3 separate regions of the Mus musculus genome follow, and all the other regions are linked to region 3. A link is a contact called in public Micro-C and promoter capture Hi-C data. All regions are on one chromosome and are shown on one strand. The core of a region is the stretch at or near the end of the contact, and the rest is flanking DNA. Distances in the headings are between cores, read along the strand shown. Region 1 has its middle 3.3 kb from the start of Gm24826. Region 2 has its middle 20 kb from the start of Gm51620. Region 3 holds the start of Pdcl3 (phosducin-like 3).

What was found. Promoter capture Hi-C pulls out the DNA fragments that hold promoters and counts their contacts. Hi-C and Micro-C count contacts between places; a contact is called where the count stands out from the background.
Region 1: a contact with region 3 is called in a promoter capture Hi-C map of liver, with 5 times the contacts expected there. The contact joins the enhancer-like site here to the promoter of Pdcl3 in region 3. A contact is called at or near these places in 18 of 39 promoter capture datasets (the C10 cell line, the HPC-7 cell line, HPC-7-derived erythroid cells and 13 more), 48 of 484 Hi-C or Micro-C datasets (the BV-2 cell line, CD4 single positive thymocytes, CD8 T cells and 36 more), 26 of 115 datasets of contacts at active chromatin or transcription factors (the HPC-7 cell line, SST interneurons, acute myeloid leukemia and 19 more) and 5 of 9 other capture datasets (adipose tissue, embryonic stem cells, liver and 2 more).
Region 2: a Micro-C map of the G1E-ER4 cell line shows a contact between it and region 3. The contact joins the enhancer-like site here to the promoter of Pdcl3 in region 3. A contact is called at or near these places in 2 of 39 promoter capture datasets (hippocampal neurons and liver), 1 of 484 Hi-C or Micro-C datasets (the G1E-ER4 cell line), 1 of 115 datasets of contacts at active chromatin or transcription factors (embryonic forebrain) and 2 of 9 other capture datasets (adipose tissue and liver).

The regions. Positions count from the first base shown.
Region 1 is chr1:39,514,132-39,518,326 of GRCm38.p6, reverse strand. No RefSeq gene overlaps it. Among named protein-coding and RNA genes, the nearest start is that of Gm24826, 3.3 kb to the left of the region's middle. Within about 2 kb of position 2,851, at least 28 of the 459 cell types and tissues checked have an H3K27ac peak or open chromatin away from gene starts, as enhancers often do. A contact at or near this core is called in liver and pancreatic islet, where this site is marked.
Region 2 is chr1:39,610,666-39,614,836 of GRCm38.p6, reverse strand. No RefSeq gene overlaps it. Among named protein-coding and RNA genes, the nearest start is that of Gm51620, 20 kb to the right of the region's middle. Within about 2 kb of position 2,091, at least 6 of the 459 cell types and tissues checked have an H3K27ac peak or open chromatin away from gene starts, as enhancers often do. A contact at or near this core is called in the G1E-ER4 cell line and liver, where this site is marked.
Region 3 is chr1:38,985,656-38,989,620 of GRCm38.p6, reverse strand. Pdcl3 (phosducin-like 3) reads right to left here and starts at 1,807. Exons shown (of 6, transcript NM_026850.4): 1 at 1,772-1,807. The coding sequence starts at 1,777.

The sequences.
Region 1 (4,195 bases), core at 1,602-4,101, 530 kb before region 3:
TTTTTCTTGTTTGGTTGTTTTTTCATATTCTGATAATTTTTTTGGCCTTTTCTTTATCTCATTTTATTATACTACTATTCCTTGATCGCTATTTGTTTCCTAAGGAAAGACAGAAAGGGTGTGGCTCCAGACAAGGATGGGGTAGGGGGACTGGCAGGAATGGGGGAGGGGAAACCATAATCAGAATATATTGTATGAAAAACATCTATTTTCAATTAAAGAAAAAAATCAGTTTTTCAGAAAACTGGAGATTCCAGTTTACCTAAGTCAGCCTAATATGGAAGTCCTTTGCTTTACCCACCCCCTTAAAAAAAAAAAAAAAAAAAGCTGGGCAGTGGTGGCTCACACCTTTAATCCCAGCACTTGGGAGGCAGAGGCAGGCGGATCTCTGAGTTCGAGGCCAGCCTGGTCTACAGAGTGAGTTCCAGGACAGCCAGGGCTACACAGAGAAACCCTGTCTCAAAAAACAAACAAACAAACAAACAAAACAAACAAACAAACAAACAAACAAAAACAAAACAAAAAACAAAAAGAAAAAGAAAAGAGCCAAGGAAAAATCACAGGGAATACACATAGACACAGAGACACACATGTTCAGACATCCAGGAACACAGAGACACACATGTTCAGACAGCCAGGAATCCTATAAACATCCAAACCAGAAGCCATACAAAAGGATCTGTTTGGTAGAAAACAACAACAACCACCACACAGTCTAACTTAATAATTATGAGACAAAAAAAAAATCTCCACAAGTGCCATTGAGTTTGCTTTCTGTTAACCATCTACTGCTGTGCGGCCTAATCTTAGAGTAGTATGTTTCTCCAGTGAAACTTCTTTGGAGAAGACAAATGTTTCATTTGCAGGTGGCTGTCAATTTGAAATTGCTTCTGGGTTAAAGATGGGGGAATGTGTCGTCGTCGTCTTTGAGCTCTAGGACCCCATCTGCTGCAGACCCATGCAGGCCCTGTGCATGCTGCCTCCGTCTGTGAGTTCATGTGTGTCAGCCCTGTTGTGTCTGGAAGGCCTTGGTTCCCTGGTGTTCTCCGTCCCCTCTGGCTCTCACACTCTTTCTGTCTCCTGCAGTTTTCTGACCGCTCAGGGGAGAGATGGAGAAATCCATTTAGGACTGAGTGTTCCAAGGTCACTCGTTCTGAGGACTGTCAGGCTGTGGGTCTCTGTGTCTGTTCCCATCTGCTGCAGGAGGAAGCTTCTCTGACCATGTCTGGGCAAGACACCATCTATGAGTGTAGCAGAACATTGCTAGGAGTCATTTTATTACTATGTTTCTTTAGCAGAGGAGTGGTACTTGGATTTCCCCTGTGCCCCTGGCCTATCTAGTCTCAGGTTCTTGGCCACCCAAGCAGCATTGGGTGTGCATTTCCATCTCATGGAGTAAGCTTTAAATCTAATCAGAGAATGGTTGGTCACTTCCACGAGCTTTGTGGCACGATCACATCAGCACATCTTGCAGGCAGGTCACTCGTGTATACAAAGGGTTTGTGCCCAGGCTGTTGTTTGCCCTTTTCCTTTGCTAGCATTCAGAGTACCTGCCCATGGACATTAGTCCCTAGTGGCAAAGGCTCTATGTAGGCACCAACTTAACTTCTTTGTATTCAATGAACCGTGTTAAGTGTTGCTTGATTGCCAGTTTATGGAGAGTCTTGGCAACAGCTTGGATTGTTTGGGGGTTCCCATAGGACTCCTTTGGCTAATAACTCAATTAGATGTAACCCATTCCCAGGACTGGAAGCTTCATTTGGTGACAAGGAATGTCCAACTGGGGCTCTCTATCCCCCATTACTTGACAATTTCATTCAGATCTCCTTCATGCTGTATATATCACAGGAAGCTTCCGCTGTCTTAGGGGTCCATATGTCAAATGGTCCTTAGTCTTATATTTGTCTCTCCCCACATTCCCTTCCCTGTCCCCCTCTTCTCTCCTTATCTGATCCTCCCATCTCAGTACCCCACTCCTCCTCCATCCCCACCCCCAGTCCCCACTAGTCCCATTCTTCACCCGATTACTTTGTCTAAATGATGCTGTCCTTTCCTGCATAGAAACCTTTCTGGAAAACTGATCTATTTGGGGACCTGCTTTCTTGACAGTTCAGCTCGATGGGATGGAAGTTAGCTCAAGCAGCTCCATGTCGGCTTGGCCTGACATGAGGGGCTGAGCACTGTCTACAACAGTGGTTTCCTGCAGCTTCTGATGTTCATCTCCTGGGTAACGAGGAACAGTAGGAGGAGATGGGGTGCTGAGGATACTGGCAGCCAGCTAGCAGGGAGCAGCTCCTGTCCTGGATTAGGCTCTCTTCTGGAGGATCCTGGGAGTGGTTTTAGGGTAGCTCCGGGTTACCAGGGAGGAAGGTGGTCTGGCTGGGAGCGAACATGACTGGTGCAGAGCTAGGTGCTTTCGTGTCTGCCTAGATGATACGATCTGGCCCTTACCTTGGGGCAGCTCTGTTGACAGCCACCTTTGGCAAGCAGAACCCAGGCCACTCACAGCTGCAGCTCAGGCTAGATGGCAGGAGCCTGTTGGAGAGGCATATGGGCCACAGGCAAGCAGGCTGAGCTTGTGCAGGGCTGGCCAGGCTCATTTCATACTGGCAGACCTTCCCCAGGCCCGCTGGTTCCCAGGCACACACATGGTCCTTTCTATTTTTATCGCTTATTTCTCCCTTTCTTTTTTGCCACTCTGTGCCCTGGTTAGCCAATCCTACTTGATGTTTAAAGGCTTTAAATACACTATAATGAAACATAGTAGCAATCAGGTGCTCTCACTGGGTATAATGAAACATAATAGCAATCAGGTGCTCTCAGCTGGGAGCTATCGATTTTCCTGTGTAAAATATTAACATCTTTCAGTGCTATTTGCAGATGTCATTAGAGCACCGATCACGTGCCATCTCCTGAGTTACCAACCGCATAAAGATCTATGTATCTTTCTGGGAAAACATTAAGATTTACCACCAGCATTACCTTGTCCTCTGTATTTTTACTACATGTCCAGGCAGTGAACAATAGTAATATATTCAGGCTAGACCCATGACTGCATCAACTGTTTCCATTTTTCCTGGGCTTTGTGTGGTCTGTTTGTGCACAAAGCCTCGCTTTTACATTCCTGTCCCACTGACCTGATTCTCAGTGGTCAGTTAGTCATGCCCTCTTGCTCCCCTTTGAGTCTATGTAGGTTGAGACTGTTTGTTTCCATGTGGCTTCCATTCTAGCAAGGTAAGGACAATGTTGGAAAAAGTGACATTCTCCCTGGCATCACTTAGATTTCGACCTTCAGTTCAGACAGCCAGGAGCAAAGGCTACTGACTGGTAGAGCTTTTTTATAAGTAGGAAAATGCCCTACAGGCCTACCTATAGCCTGAGCTTAGTCTTTGTAGAGAATTTTAAATCCAGCAACACAATTCTGCCAAGGGATCACATCCAAAGATCTTCTAGGTCTATGTGATCCGGCTGGAATACAGGCAAGCCCTTAGTACACACCTTTAATCCCTAACAATGAAGGTAAAGTTGGTTTGTAGAAGGAAGCAGCCATGTTTGAAAGTGATGTCTAATTGAGGGGCAGACAAAGTGAGGAATCAGAGAAAGACCTGACAGGATGAGTCAGAGGGAGGAGACTCCCAACTCTCATGAGAACAGCATTTAAAGAGAGGTTACTTAAGAACAGCATAGGGAGACAAAGGCGGTGTGGTGTCTGTGAGGTAGTTTTACCAGGACAGTTTTACAGAGACAGGGTGCAGAGAAAACAAGCTAGACACCGGTGAAGACAGAACGTGCCAGAGAATAAAAAAAATGAACCAGAGGATTAGAACATACTAACTGCCAAAGTTAGTATGAAGCCAGGCAGAGCCATTCAGTCAGAAGCTGAGAGGAGCTGGACTGAACTCATCGTGGGAGATGAGATTGTATGGAGGCTACAGGCTTCCAGGCCTAGGCTTAGGGATAGTTAGAATGGAGAAAGAAATGCTCTGGGCTCAGCCCACACTGGGTATTTGCACACCTTGGGCATGGCTCTCATTCCATCCCATCGTCCGAGGAAATAGAAGCAACATTTACATTTACAGTTCTTTCTTTCTTTTTCTTCCTTTCTTCCGCTTGTTTTCAAAACAGGGTCTCACCATGTAAAAGGACCTAGGTAAAATATTAAGGTCTAGGCCTAGGTGACTGTCACCTGGCTAGC
Region 2 (4,171 bases), core at 842-3,341, 620 kb before region 3:
GAAGCCTTTCCCAAGTGTGCTTACTCAGGCCTTGTGTGAGCCGGAGGCTAGAGTTAGATCAGTTGGCTGATTGTTAGAATCGCTCCAGGCTAGAGAACATTGGAGACCAGACCCTACAGAAGCAGGTTTTCCTTTAATCAGAACAGCCAAGGGCAGAAGCCACTCCTGGGGAATGTGCTTAGGAGTGGGGGTGGGGGGTGGGGCGGGTTGGAGTTTTATAGGGCAGAAAAGGGAACTTCTGTAGTGGGAGATTACATCTGCTTCCTTCCCCTGCAGTCTTCAAGCTTGTAAATGCTCTTCTTATCAAGAGCTCACTGGGTCCTAACTTCCTGCAGAAGATGCTGCCTTTGTGTTAACCTACCTGTCCTGGAGTTGCTCAGCTCGCCCGCCCGAGGCTTTTGGGTTGTTTGGCCTTGAGCCGTATCAGCACCAGATGTTTTCAGACACCTAGAGAGGCTACGCAGCTTGCACCGGCTCCCGAAAGTACCGGCCCCAGACACATCTATTTCCAACAGTGTGGACTTTTCTCTGTAGCCATTGCCACGGGGGTCAGAGCATTTCTCTCGAGGGCCTAGCAGAGAGACCGCAGTGACTGCCACAAACAGGCAAGGCCAGTGCGCGCAAGGCCAGCGCACTGGCCACACTTCCCTTCAGTAAGGCAAAAGGGAGTTTTTCTCCATTTTTCTGAGAAACCAGGAGAAAAGGTTAATGCTCAAATTTCCCAAACCTGTTTCAGTTGTGATTCTTAACTTCCTTCTGCCTCTGCCAAGGGGCTCACACTCACACAAAGAAACCAGAGGTAACCTAATCTCATCCTCTTGGTCCATCCTCCTGTCGCAGCCTTCCAAGAGGAATAGCGTGAGCCCGCAAAGCCCCTTCTTGTTTCTATTTTCTTCATCATTTTACTGTCTATAAAGTAAGCCTTCAGTACTTGGTTCCAGGAAAACTTACTGCATCTGATAGAACTAAGAGCCATCGGATTCCAGAAACACAAATGAGGCAGTCAAGATCTTTAAACTAAAAGTAACATCATCTAGATCTTTTTATTTTAGAATTTATTTTGAAGTTGTGTGTGTGTGTGTGTCTAAATGTAGTGTTGTACATGTGAGTGCAGCACCCACAGAGGCCAGAATCGGGCACCAGATCCCCTGGAGCTGGAATTACAAGCAGTTGTGAACTGCCCCCAAAGGCTGCTAGGACCAGAATTCCATCTGCTGCAGAGTCCTGTGGGCCCTTAACCTCTGCACCGTCTCTCCAAGCCCTCTAGATTTAGATCTATCTTGTGCAAAAGTCATCTTTCCATAAATACTTGGAAAAGATCATGTATTTATCTTGAATGTTTCGTGGGGTTTGTTTGTCTTGGGACATATTAATCATTGTTACTGCTTGTCCTATAGTGTCCTATATTCTGCAAGTATATTCTGGTGGATATCGCTTATAAAGAATATCTCTGTCCAGATGCTTTTATTGAAAAAGTAATAATTACCTCAGAGTAAGAGTCTTATGAATCAGGCCAGGATATAAGCAACAGACAGCGCCAGCTGTGAGAGAAACTGAAAACTGTAAGCCCCTCAAGGTCACTGTGCAGCTGTCCAAGGTCAGACAAAAGCCCTATGGAGCCTTTTAGGCTTTCTGGAGTGGGTGGGAGAGAGACTTTCTCCTCACATCCTAACACATCAGAAACTTTTGAACCAGCTTGGCAAGAAAGGCTTCACCTATGCCTGGGGGGTTCTGAGTCTTTGATCGGAAGTTTTCCCACACAGGTGCAGCTCCATCGCAATACTAACAGCCACCCTGCTTCCCAGTCCCAGGCACAGCCCTGCATCTAACCTGTAGGTTAGACTCTCACAGGAGGCCTCTTTACCTTAAGGCAGTGGTTCTCAGCCTTCCTCAAGGGGCTCGAGACCCCTTTGGCAAACCTCTATTTCCAAAAATATTAATATTACAATTCATAAAGGTAGCAAAATTACTGTTAGGAAGTAGAAATGGAATAATGTTATGCTCGAGGAGTCACTACGACACAGGGGTCACGGCATTTGGAAAGTTGAGAGCCACTGCCTTTAGGGCATCGAACCTAACTTGGTTTAATTTTTACCCATAAGCCTCTTTTCCCCAAGGAACATCCTAACCTGTTTCTGGTAGCCTGCCCAGTAGTTCCACTGATCCATGCTCTCCTGATTTAAAGTGCCCTGTGGCATTTTACTAAGTCAACACAGTGACCCCCACAAGTCCAATATCATAGTCAGGGCAAATCCACCCTGCTCCCTAGTCCCCAGAGGAGTTAAGGAGCCACACAGCTGTGATGAGCACACCCACGGATCTTAAAGAGCAGAGTGAATGGCTGGGCAGTGGTGCCTTTAATCCCAGCAATGGGGAAGCAGAGCAGGTGGATCTCTCTGAGTTTAAGACAAGCCTGGGCTACATAGTGAGACCCTGTCTTAAGAGGAAAAGATGGAGGAGGAGGAAGAGGAGGAGGAGGAGGAGAGGAGGGGGAAGTCTAGAAGAGGTGTTTACCTAAATTCAAAACAGACAAATGGAACAAAGTCTTTATTTCCCAACAGGGAATGCAGTCAAGTGACCCAGAATCCAGACTGGGTGGTCTATTCCTCCTCAGGAGACCGTGACAACTAAATGCCACCATGTCACCGTGTCACCATGTCACCGATGGAGCTAACATTCCTGGCACTCTTGCATGCTCACGAGACATTCTTTAGTGAGGTAATATGTTGATTTAATTGCAACCATCTAAAGTTTGGGGATGCCCCACAATGACAAGTACCAACTTCTCTGCTTAGGTAATAGACTGGGTTTCATTGCTTTAGTTATCTGCTGCTCTGATACAGATTACTTATGCACACAGCCCAAATTAGTTACTTAAAACAACACACATAAGCCACGCATGGTAGTATATGCCTGTAGTCCTAGCTTTCAGGAGGCCGAGGCAGGAGGATGGCAAATTGAGGCAAGTATGAGCTGCGCAATGAAAGACTGTCTCAAATGACCAGAAACAAACAAAAATCCACCAGTATCTCACTTAATTTCAGAGGCTGGGAATGTATGTATATGTATATGTATATGTATATGTATATGTATATGTATATGTATATGTATATGTAATTAGCACTAGCTTTGGATAGCTCACGCCAGAATATCCAACGTCCTCTTCTGGCCACCTCAGGTACTGCACTCATATGCACCAACCCACACACATCAACATATAATTTTTTAAACACCGTACAACCAGATACAATATCATATGCCTGTAGTCCAGTTCCTTGGGAAACTGAGGCAGGGAAGTCACGTGAATCCATGAGTCTGAGATCAGTCTAGGCAGCATACTGTGACTTAAGTCTTTAAAATAAACAAATAGGGATTGTGAGCGTAGCTCAATGAAAGAGCATGGGAAGAATAAATATTGTATAAATATCCATCTACCCATGGGATGAATAAATATTGCTTCAATGTTCATCTTCCCATGGGTAGAATAAATATTGTTTAAGTGTCCATTACCCAAAGTAATCTACAGAGTCAATGAAGTCCCTATGAAAATATCAAGAGTCAAGCTATTTTAGAACAATGTGAAAATTATTGCAGAGACACCTATAATAGAAACTACTCATTGTTACCATGGCCAAAGGATACTGTCACCAAGGAAAACAGTATTTGTATCCATGTGTGACAGACATGTGGAAGACCTCCCTCAGAGGCAAAATAGGACCACCTGCACCCTCAAAAAAAAAAAAAAAAAAAAAGATAAGGTGAGGAGCTTGTGAAGGGAGGGTTTGTTCATGTGGCTACCGGAGAGTAGCCATCTGGAAGGCTACACCGGAAGTATAGCTTGAACAAAGAACACCACAGCGTCCTACAAGGACCTGTGCACACAAACAGGCCAGCCTTAGATTGACACCACGCCACTTTTGTTACTAATCCAAGGATTACTGATTCAAGACATCAGATGTAATTCTTCTTGGCTTTTGAAACCTCCCTTTTCCTCAACCCCTGGAACACACCATGGCTCACCACGGTGCAGGAGACACACACACACACACACCCCTCCAACATGCTGATATTCTCAGGCAGGTAGTGTCATCTCTCTGGTGGATTTATTTAATTAATGATGGTGTAAATTCTCTCAATTTTTCCAGTAATTGTGTAGCCATTGCTTTTTCAT
Region 3 (3,965 bases), core at 558-3,057:
AGCAGACAGTGCTCTTAACCGCTTAACCATCTCTCCAGTCCTAGGGCATTTTTCTTAATTGGTGATAGATGAGAGAGTTTGTCATTGTCAGAGTGACCACCGCTGGGCTGGTGGCCCTGGGGTCTATAAGAAAAACAGGCTGAGCAAGCCACAAGGAGCAAGCCAGTGAGCAGCACCCTTCCAGGGCTACTGCATCAGCTCCTGCCTCCAGGTTCCAGGTCTGCTGAGTTCCTGGCCTGACTTCCTTCAGTGATGGACTGTGATATAGAAGTGTGAGCCCAATTAACCCTTTCTTCCCTGGATGCTTTTGACGGGTGGCGGTAGTGACCCTAAGACCCTGGCTCCTGCTGCTGTCGACTGCTTATCCCTTCCTTTTTCTCAAAGGGGTGAACATCCACCAGTTCCCCTTCCTTGAGAAGTGACCGCCAACGATACAGCAAACACTGTCTTAACCAGAAACCTGCGCATTTCAGCTTCAGAAAAAACAAACAAACAAACAAAACCCCAAAACACCAGGAGACGACTGGCTAACCCTACATAAACCATGAAAGGTGTCTGCTTGAAGCTGGGCCTCTCTAAACAACAGGTCAGAGCTACGCAACGATACAGCAAACACTGTCTTAACCAGAAACCTGCGCATTTCAGCTTCAGAAAAAACAAACAAACAAACAAAACCCCAAAACACCAGGAGACGACTGGCTAACCCTACATAAACCATGAAAGGTGTCTGCTTGAAGCTGGGCCTCTCTAAACAACAGGTCAGAGCTACGCACTAATTAAAGAAGGTTTATCTGAGTCCTGAGAACTCTTCCCCAACGAGAGGAACCTGGAGACCAAAGGAAGTTACATTCCAGGCAGAGGGACCTGAAAATGCAAAAACGCTGTGACATGCTGACTGACCATCTGTCTGTCCTGAGAGCCTGCAGTAGACTTGGGGAAGAGGAAGACTGTGGCTAGACCCACAGACTTCCCTAAGCTTTAGAGTCTAAAGGATAAATCTGAGAATAGCAGACGCCTGGCCTGCTCCAGAGTCACTCCTGACGGCTAATGTTTAGTAAGCACAAAATACTAGGTATATCCCTTTACTTGAGCCTGTTCTTGCCTCCCAGGTGTAGGTGTGGCCGGCTTGCTGAATGTGTAGATGACCACCCCCTCCAGTCCCCAAGGTCTGTCTCTTAAGCCGGAGCCCACAACTACACGGTCCATCTACCCTCCATCCAGACTCTTCAGAATCCTTAAACACAGCCACATAGAAGGTTGGCGACAAAGTGGCTGACGCATACTTTTGCTCTTCTAAGGCTATTCCGATGCGGTTCTCTAACACACTTTCTTTGGGCTTTTGTCTAATTCCAGCTCAAAAAAGGAAAAAAAATTGCTAAGGAGTTCCACCTTTCTTCATATTAGAAATTAACAATAGTCGTGAGGCCTAGAGTTCAGATCTGGAAACCAGAAAGCACTCCCAACGGACCATCTAGAGTCAGCTCTAGATGGCAGGAGGGTCGGGGCCTTCATCAGGCCTGGAGGAGAACGAGCCCAAAGTCCGGTGCCTACCAAAGGACAGAGATTTGCGGGGCAGGACGCACCGGAGCAGGAGTGCCCAGCCCAGGAGGCCGGAGGGACCGCACCCGCCCTCTCGCAGTGCGCCTGCGCCGGGCCTCCCCGCAGTCCGCCGAGTTCTGTAACTAATCCATGTAGACCCGGCTCCGGGTCTGGCGCGAGCCCACCAAGCCAAACGACCGCAGACTTGGGGTCCCGAGCTCGCCACACTCACCTGCATCTTGCCTTCAGTCACTCAAACCAGCCCTCTGCCCCAGCCCCTCCGCTCCTCTCCGCGCACGCGCGGCACCGCCCCCTCCGGTCTTCTCCCCGCCCCCAGGCACGAAAAGGGCGGAGCCAAGGAGGAAGTGAAGACTGGAGTCTGCGCCTGGTCCTCAGGAACCCGGGCGAAGGCTGAGAGCGTTGGAATGACAGGCCGTGCCTCCGGTGGGTGGGACTATAGGGTGACGTCATTCGGGCCATGTCCAGGCGCTACCTTGTTAGGGAAAGTGGCTGGTTGTTTGGGGCTGACCCGAGGTAAGCATAGGTTCTGCGACTTCCCGGGCCGCCAATCGGAGCCTGTCGGAAGCAGAATTGCCTGACAGTGACCCGATGCTAGGATTAAAAGTGACCCGGGTCACCTGGAGGTCACACACCTTCTCTGTTGAATGGGATGAATTGCTTATTGGGTTTGTTTACTGAGCTCACTGGGTTTGTTTAGAGCATAGTCTAACCTCTGCGGTTACAGCATCAGATTTGAGAAACCGGTGGAGTGGGGAACGCCTGGGCTCCACGCCCCTTCACCCTCACAAAAGGAAAAGGCCACAGTGAGAATCATTTTCTCTGGTTAATACCAGACTCGTGTGACCCTGAGCAAAAGCACAGGCTCCAGGGCGATCCACAGCATTCGGAGCTGGAACTGAGAGCACGGGAGTTAAAAGGCCTTCCACAGCCCTGGACTACCTTGCTGCCTCTGCTCAAGCACACACCGTGGGTACACTTTGGAATTACCAAGGAGCTTTCAAAACTGCAGGTGTCTAGGTGTGGTAGTTCACATCTATAATTCCAATACTCAGGAGACCCAGCCAGGGCTAGAGAGTGAACCTCTGTCTATAAAAACAAACAAAAACTACAGTTACACTAAGGTGTTATTTCCAGACAACTTAAATCCCTGCAGCTGAGGACTCGGAACTGATAATTTCTGGGGAATAATCACTAATATAGAAAAAAAATTACACTATTCCCTGAAAAAAACAAGGAGCATGGATTTAATTTAACCCAACACATTCCAACCAGATTACAGACAGACCTTTTAAAGTGTTAATTAATTTGCCTAGTGTTGTGAATGAATTTTCCCAGTTTTCACTTCCAAAATCAGTTTGTGAGATAGTTTAACTTGAGGGACTTTGATCACAGGCTTCTCTCCACCGCACAGCAGTAAAGCAGGTGTGGTTTGCCCTTTCCTTGCTCCAGGTGGATCCACTGAAAGATGTATCCTGGTGTATTGGAAATAATGTTCCCAGTTGCTTTTTACAGCAGGTGTGCTTCAGAACAATCCCCTGTTAACTCATTGTCTTGACTTTTGGTTTTATTACATTGACTACAACATGGATAAAGTCTTTAACTGAATACACACGAGAAACAAACTGTTCAGCTGAGCCTTTAATTGGAGATTACATCATGAGTTCTGAGACAAGCCTCGGCCACAGCATGACACTGTGTATAAATCTTAGTTGACTGGGGAAGGTATGTAGACCTTCTATGAAGGACGTAGGAAACACTGGATAGTCATTTGGAGGCAGATAAAACTGAATTCCTACTTTACGGCATACACTACAATTTAAAGAAGAAAACTCATTAAAGGAAAACATGGGCTAACTTAACTTTTTTAAAGACGGGGTTTTGCTATGTAAGCCAGGCTGACTTTGAACTATTCTCCTGTGAAAAGAGCTATTGGGTTTGCTTCTATAAATTTGTCAGGAATTTGGCATTGAGCCAGGACATGGAAGCAGGCTCAAGATCTTGACCATCTTGATAAGTTCCTGAATACCTCGGGACTTTTTATTGCCTTGTTTGTTCCTTGACCTAGAACTGACCTTATACTTTGTATGTACCTAGAATGATATAGAAGTGGACTGGAGAAAAACAAACCCTCTTCAGACTCAGCACTGGCTGGAATCATGTTATAATGCTGTCTAATTGCCTTTTTCTTTTCAATCCCCCCTCCCTCCCTCCCTTGAGACCCTGTTGACTGAGCTGCCTTGGTCACTCGTACTGTAGTTAGTGGCCATAGTAGGTAACACTACAAACTATGCTGCTGTACTTGGGTTAATTTTGTAACTTAGAAATGGGGGGAGGTAGGGCAGGGAACTTTTCAGACTATTACTTAAAACCAAAAATAAATCAAAAGAGAAAAATGAAAAGATTTA